Regions from separate parts of the Mus musculus genome. Here region 2 is linked to region 1. Evidence: chromatin contacts called from public promoter capture Hi-C data. All regions are on one chromosome and are shown on one strand. Each heading gives the region's core, a stretch centred on a gene start, on an enhancer-like site or on the middle of the called end of the contact. The rest is flanking DNA. Distances are from core to core; before and after follow the strand shown.

What was found. Promoter capture Hi-C pulls out the DNA fragments that hold promoters and counts their contacts.
Region 2: a promoter capture Hi-C map of the C10 cell line shows a contact between it and region 1. The contact joins the promoter of Heatr5b here to the enhancer-like site in region 1. A contact is called at or near these places in 4 of 39 promoter capture datasets (the C10 cell line, cranial neural crest, frontonasal cranial neural crest and 1 more), 4 of 484 Hi-C or Micro-C datasets (LSK cells, cerebral cortex, cortical neurons and 1 more) and 2 of 9 other capture datasets (adipose tissue and liver).

What each region holds. Positions count from the first base shown.
Region 1 is chr17:74,659,555-74,663,282 of GRCm38.p6, reverse strand. Birc6 (baculoviral IAP repeat-containing 6) reads right to left here. Exons shown (of 73, transcript NM_007566.3): 61 at 2,601-2,901; 62 at 465-682. Among named protein-coding and RNA genes, the nearest start is that of Ttc27, 56 kb to the left of the region's middle. Within about 2 kb of position 2,117, at least 2 of the 459 cell types and tissues checked have an H3K27ac peak or open chromatin away from gene starts, as enhancers often do.
Region 2 is chr17:78,833,241-78,836,968 of GRCm38.p6, reverse strand. It overlaps Heatr5b (HEAT repeat containing 5B), which reads left to right and starts at 1,588. Exons shown (of 36, transcript NM_001081179.1): 1 at 1,588-1,663; 2 at 2,726-2,873. The coding sequence starts at 2,748. Gpatch11 (G patch domain containing 11) reads right to left here and starts at 1,453. Exons shown (of 10, transcript NM_181649.6): 1 at 1,291-1,453; 2 at 49-175.

The DNA.
Region 1 (3,728 bases), core at 868-3,367:
GCTCTTTACCACTAAGCCAGCTCTGTAGCCCCACTATCTGCTTCTTAAACTGATGAGTAAATCTGATTTTTTTCCTTAGGAGGGTAGCAGAGAAAACAAGTGATAGTTTCTCTTTCAGACATCCCATAGTAATTATAAAATCTAAACTCTGAAATTTGGAGTTTATACTCTCACTTTATACTTTATATTCTCATCAATTAAGTTTAGATTTTCGTAACATAAAGCAGTGGTCCTCAACCTCTAGCTCTCTTTGAGGGTTTAAGAAGCCTTACTTTCACAGGGATCACCTAAGACCAAAGGTAGGAAAACACAACTTACAATTTATAACAGTAGCAAAATAACAAGAAGTAGCAGTGACAATGACTTTCTGGCTGGGGTTGTGACAACATGAGGAACTATATTAAAGGGTCCCAGCATTAGGAAGGCTGAGAAGCAGTGACTTAGAGAATTGGAATGAAATCTACCTCAGTTTGGCTAAGGCTAGAGTTTGGAACTCGCGGTGCGTGATGACTCAGAGCTGAGAGACAGACAAGAATTAGGTGCAAAGCTCCGATCTCCAGTGCCATCCGCCGCAGAAGCACACCATCATCAGTTGTCAAGGGAGTAGCACTAAACAAGCTGCGAAGAACGTGGAAAGGAAGGGTTGGAAGCACATTGGCTGATGGAGACTGCAGAATGTGACCTTTGAAAGAGAAGAGGGAAAAATTAAAGACACTTGAAAATAATAAGCACTTACACATAGGGTCACAAGTAATAACAACAAAGCAAGGTTTTATCATTAAACTTATTAAAAAGCAGGCTGACTGTGAGACTGTTATCTTTATTAAAGTATCAAGAAAGTCTCTAGAACACAACACACACACACTCTGAAATTTTACAGATATGTAACAGCCATCAATGACAACAAAGATAATATGAACTAAATGTGAAATGAAATGTAATTTTTTTTTTATTTTAAAAGACAAGGTTCTCCATGTAGCCTAGGATGGCCTCCAATTTATAAAAGGCTGCTTGTCTCTGACTGCACCTCCTCACTACTGGGATAAAAAGTGTGCCAAGGAAGAAGAAATTTCCTACAACCATCAATCAGAAAGTGACTGGTGTCCTTTCAAATGGTTTTCCTATGAACAATAACAAGTAAAACTATTTTCTTTTGTACAATAGTTTTGTGTTGCTTTAATAAGAAAGTGATAAACACAAGCAATAAAGCACCATATGAGCAGAATGAGTGCTGAAAAAATGAAATTATGCATCACAGAAGCCATTCCTTGGACTTCTGTGTGCAATCTAAGTCCACTCTTTCCCCTTTGCTGCTTATGATCGATCGGCAGTAAAATGTTATTGAGTGAACAATTAAGAGGGATCCAAATGAAAGTGAATTTTCCTAACTACCTCAACTGCGATCAGTCAATCTCTTATTGCATTAAATAACAGCATGAAATAAGAACAATCATTATATTTATTATATATATTTATTAAATATAATAAACTTTATATGTATTACATATACTATATATAATACAGTATAATATAATAATCTTAGCTCTCTTCTCTTTGTTCAAAATAATGCTACAGATTTATGCTTTTTGCTTTTCTCCATTTCCTTGTTTTGTTTCTATAGTACAGGAGATTGGACTTTGGCCTTGTTGCAAACACTAATCCAAGTTTAGTGTTTCAAACACTTCAACAGATTTTCTTTCTTTTTTTTTTTTTTTTTAAATGTACTTATTTATTGTATATGAGTACACTGTAGCTGACTTCAGACACACCAGAAGAGAGCATCAGATCCCATTACAGATGGTTGTGAGTCACCATGTGGGTACTGGGAATTGAACTCAGGACCTCTGGAAAAACAGTCAGTGCTCTAGATTTTCTTTTGGGGGTGGATTTTTTTTTTTTAATGCCCCCATTCCTCATAATAGTTTAATCAATATTAGGTATTCATAATCCTATAACAACTTCTCTTTCATTGCTTCTCCATGCAGACCCTCATGTATCCAGGCTGTCACTAAACTCAGTACATCGTCAACGGCAGTTTGGAAACCTGATCCTTGTGCTACTGAGCTCTTGAGGGCTGGGATTGCGAACACGTGCCCACCACAACAGTTTAGAAGTGCCTTTCATACAGATTTGAATGTGCTAGCTCCTCCCCGCCCAAATACTCAAACAAAGCTTACAACTCTTCTGTTCAAAATACTCTCCCTAAATTAAATTTTGCTTATCCTTCAGAGCACCACCCAAAACTGCTACCCAGCTTCACACTTACACATCTGTAAGAAACTGCCTCACACATCTGAGGCTCCCAGAATACTCAGCGCCAGTCCTCCTCTAAGCTGTCAGAGTCAGTATGTTCTCATACCTACTACACAGCCACTAGTCCTACTTCCTGGTCACACGATTCCAATGTCACTTACTATAAACTTAATATGAAATTTCTTAGGATTACCATATTTAATACCGAAAAACTCAATAAAAATTACAAACCATGTAAATAGCTTTACTATAAAACAAACAGTTAAGAAGAGAAAATAATCTAGACAAATGTATCCACCCTGTTTGTGTAGTGTTGATAAATGTAAGCAGTAACTGGAAACACTTACTGCCTTCTCCATCATCTGTAACTCCCAACACCAATCGAAGAAGGCACTGGGCATGCTTCCTCTCTTTCAGGAGCACTTCAGCATAGCCCGGAAGACGAAGAAATAATCCAAAAGCAGCCAGAGAATGGGCAGGTATGGGAGACGTGGCTTGCACCGCTGACTTAACAGGTGGAGGCTCAGCTGCAATGGTTTCTGGAGCTTCATAAACCAGTTCACCTGATTGTTCTATGGTCACCCATTCAAACTGATCACTATCCTTTGGCTTTTCCTGAGTGGTGGAAGCGATCACTGGAGCACTCACCTAAAGAAAAAGAGACAGTTCAGTACTGGGCTTCGGATGAACTCTTCGTGTTTTAAAAACATGGTAACAAATACCAAGAAGAGTATGGCATCACAAGTATGCCAGTATCTACCAAGTGCATCCATGTCAGAACAGCATCTTCCTATTCATAGTCAGTGAATAACTACAGACGAACTTTAAAACAGACAAACAACCTGTAGTTCACTAACCTAATTCACTCATTTTTCTTTTATGAACTGTAATATAAATATAGCCAGGATTATCTGATCTGTAACTTCCAAAAATTATAAGAAACCATAGGTTGAGAACCACTGGTGTAGATTGTAATCCAAATCATGCAAAAGAAACATATAGTGGGTTTTCTTTCTTCTTTTTCCTTTTTGTTTTGTTTTGTTTTGTTTTGTTTTGTTTTTTGTTTTTGAGAAAAGGTATTGCTATCTGTAGCCCAAAAAAAATGAACTCAAGCTGGCATTCTGTCCATAGCTCTTCAAGTGCTAAAATTACAGGTATATGCCAGGATACCCAACAGATTTTTCCATTTGTCCGTAAAACATTCCAGAGACAACTGGAAAAACTTTGCATTAACATGAAAGAACATGAAAAGTACACAAACATCAAATGACAGGAAGAAGATAAAACTGATGTGAGCTAAAATAATGATTTAAAACTATCTACATTGGAAATGGTATCAAAAAGAGCAGAAGTTAAATAAGGCATAAATATGAGTGATTCACTATTATTTTACTCTCTCATTTACAGTAATAACCACAATCAAAACCACATCCAAGCTACATACAGAAAAGAGAATGTTAGTGTGATGATCATAA
Region 2 (3,728 bases), core at 339-2,838, 4.2 Mb before region 1:
GTCAAGCCCGAGATGAATCAGACTGACCTGCAGTCTCCTAGTACTCACCTAGCTTAGGAGCAGCCCAGTAGATAAGAAGTATTAGTTCCACTTTCCAGCAGGGAAAACTGAGGCTCAATGTGGCTAAATAATTGGTTCACAACCACAAAGAATACAAGTCTTGGTGATCTTGTTCCTGAAACGGAACGAGGTTGTAATTGCTGAGATGGGTGTTGAATCCAGGGCCTCATACAAGCAAGGAATGTGCTTTATAACTGAGCTAAATCTCTAATTCAAACTAGATTATTTTTAAGGGAAGCATTTAACTCCACAGACATGGTGGCCCTCTGGTGTGATTTCAGCACCCAGCAGTTCGAGGACAGTATGATCTACCTGTGTAAAAATACACACACACACACTTACAAAAGTACAAGGGATTACATGTTACTTTTAAAGCTCTGCCTTTTATAGTTATTCCATCTTTTACATATAATTTTCACATAAAATCACACTGAAACTTCACAGCTGGGGGCACTGTAGATTCATTAAATGATACGGTTTGAGGAAGTTAATTACCAATAGTGAGGACATTATGTTAGGAAGTGGAATAAGGGGGCTGGAGAGATGGCTCAGAGGTTAAAAGAACTGTCTGCTCTTCTAGAGGTCCTGAGTTCAATTACATGGTGGCTTTATAACTATTTATAATGAAATCTGGTGCCCTCTTTGGGCCTGTAGGCATACATGCAGGCAGAACGCTATATAATAAATAAATCTTAAAAAAAAAAAAAAGGAAGGAAGAAGGAAAGAAAGAAAAAGAGAGAGAGAGAAAAGAATAAGGAATTGGGTCTTAAAATGTGAAGGTTCCCCTCCTATGAGGACAACATACACTAGCATTATCCACTTCCTTCAAATATAAGAATAAACTCCACAAGTCGATAGATAACCCAGGTAGGGATGCTGGTGGCCTGACCCCTCACTTAAGAGTCACAACAGCGAAGTGGTCAGGATTCTGGGTCTGAGGGGGTAAATCACGCAGCATCTGTTGATGGTTGGAGGTGGTGTGTGTCAAAGAGCCAGAGCAAGTTTAGGTGAAGCGCTTTGCCTGTTCCGAAATAATGGAGCAACCACTTTCTCAACAGGACGATTATAGGTGCTGCTAGCGTATTTCAGTATTGAGCACCGAGTTTGAAGCAGAGCTACAGAACACACAGAGCTGGGCTAACTCTCCTGTGGGTGCCTCGGGCATCGCAGGCTCTTTCTTCCCTCCCGCTCTCCTCCCTCCTGCACCCTCCCACCAAAACGACCACTTACGGATGGGGCGTAGCTGACGCTGTGATAGGCAGTCACAGCCAACTTGCACCGACCTCTGTCATTCTCCTGAGCGCCCGCACACCCTGAAGCCGGAGCTTTACTGCCCGGAACCAGCTCCGCGGAGGTCGCGCTGCGCATGCGCCGTGCAATTGGCGCAGGACCCACAAACATCCCACTCGTCCCCGACAGCCGATTCGCTTCGAAACTTGGGGTGGGCGGGGCTAAGAGGACGTGGGGGCGGGCCGGTCCGCAGGACCTGTGTCTCGCGCATGCGTCGTCTCCCGGCTTCCTGAGGGCCGGAGTTTGGGAGGCGGGGCATCCGGGTCCCTCGGCAGAGCGGAGCTTGGCTGCTCGGCTCGGACTAGACCAGGAGGTGAGGCGGTCTCGCGCGCTGTCAGAGCCTGCAGGCTGTGACATCCCTGGGTCCCAGGACATTTTCCGAGGGCTGAGGAGGGAATTCGAGTTTTGAGGCCGGGGATCCTCAGCCTCGGGGTTGACAGCTCGAGGACTCCTACGACGGGAGGCTGACATCCCAGGGCGGCCCGGGGACCCCGGTTTGCGTTTCCAGCAGACTCTCAGTTGTCGGGGTCTTCGGAGCGGCCCGGTGCATCCAGACCCGGAGCACTGCATTCCCGGGGCGAGGGGTTGTCCCGGGCGCCCCTGCCGCAGTGTCCCCGTGGGGCCCGCCTCCGCCGATCAGAACCCTACGGTCACTCTTCTGGGTCCCGGTGGCGAGGGACGGGTGGCGGAGAAAGCTCCCCAGACGCCTGAGCTCGGTGCTTCGGGGTTCTCAGGGTAGAATGAGTTAATAGCCTGTGTTCTAACAGGGAAACAACCGCCCCGGAATAGTGCCTTTTTTGCAGTATTTACATTTTCCTTTCATTCCATTCTTATCGCCAGTTTTTTCTTTCTTTCTTTCTTTCTTTCTTTCTTTCTTTCTTTCTTTCTTTCTTTCTTTCTTTCTTTCTTTCTTTCTTTCTTTCTTTCTTTCTTTCTTTCTTTCTTTCTTTTAAATCATTGTCCTTTCAAAGTTAGTTCTCTAATGAGAAATGAAACCACGCTTTCTTTCCCTAGCTTAGTGGTTGCATTTATGAAACTTGACATTTAATATTTAAGAAATCCTTACATGTAAGGGCTGGAGAAAGGAATCCGTGATTAAGAATACTTGTTGCTTTTGACAAGGACCTGGGTTTGATTTCCAGCGCCCACAAGATGACTCACAACCATCTGTAACTCCAGTTCTAGGGGGAGCCAACACCCTGTATATATATATATGTGTGTGTGTGTGTGTGTGTGTGTGTGTGTGTGTGTGTGTGTATGTATGTATGTATGTATGTGTATACATACATTTGGGCAAAACACTCCTACACATAAATTAAAAATTCCTTAGAATATATTTTACTCTTTTTTTAAAAAACGAATCTGTTCATTTAAGGTGTGAATTAAGAACATCAATAATGGAGCTAGCTCACAGTTTATTGCTAAATGAGGAAGCTTTGGCTCAGATCACGGAGGCAAAGAGACCCGTGTTCATCTTTGAATGGTTGAGATTTCTTGATAAAGTCCTAGTTGCTGCCAACAAGGTAAGCATTGCCCACCTCACCATAGGTTGATATAAAGAAAATTGAAGGCATTGTGTTTTGAAAATGTTATGAGTCTTTCATCTAAGGAATTGGAGGATGTTATACTATGGGAATTTCTACCTTATCCTTCTCTTAGTCAGCAATAAAACCCAAACCTTGTCTACGTCCTGCTTGTTGCATGCTTCATATCTGTCTAGGCAGCGCAGTGTGACTGGATTAAAACATCACTTATAATCATCAGTGCCTGAAAGGTCTCTGTGATAAGAGATTTTTTTTCTTTGCCTTTTACTTCCTACACAGCCTCTTTAATCCAAGCTTGTTTTGTACATGTTTTCTTTATTTTGTTAGTAGTAGATGCTTTCCTCAAGTGAGAAGATGTAAGAGTGAATCCTAAAAGGTTTTCTGGAAACGGTGAATTTTACAAACTGAATGTCACAATGAGCTAGTCCTGACCTTCATCCTAGTATGCTTCTCTAGGCCAATTGTTCCCTAGAAGATGTCTTCTTACTCTGTTGTCTGAGGTGAATGTGGGGAATTGTGTGGGAATCAGGATAGGGAGCCTCAAGACTTTTACATTCATTATGTAAACATTCACTTAATTCCTATTTCAGTACAGTGACCTCAGCCCACAGTTGTGCCTGATCCTTCTTGTTCAAAGATGTCCTGTCTCTCCCCCCCCCCCCCAGAAAGCAAGCCTTTAGCTTTCTTCTAGAATGAAGGAAAGGAGGGTAGAAGATTTTGTTCGTTTCTTGGCTTTGATTTTACTTTGATCGTTTTATTAGTTATTCCTGGCTGGCCTGCCGCTCACTGTGTATCCCAGACTGGCTTCAAACATCCAGCCGTCCTGCATTAGCT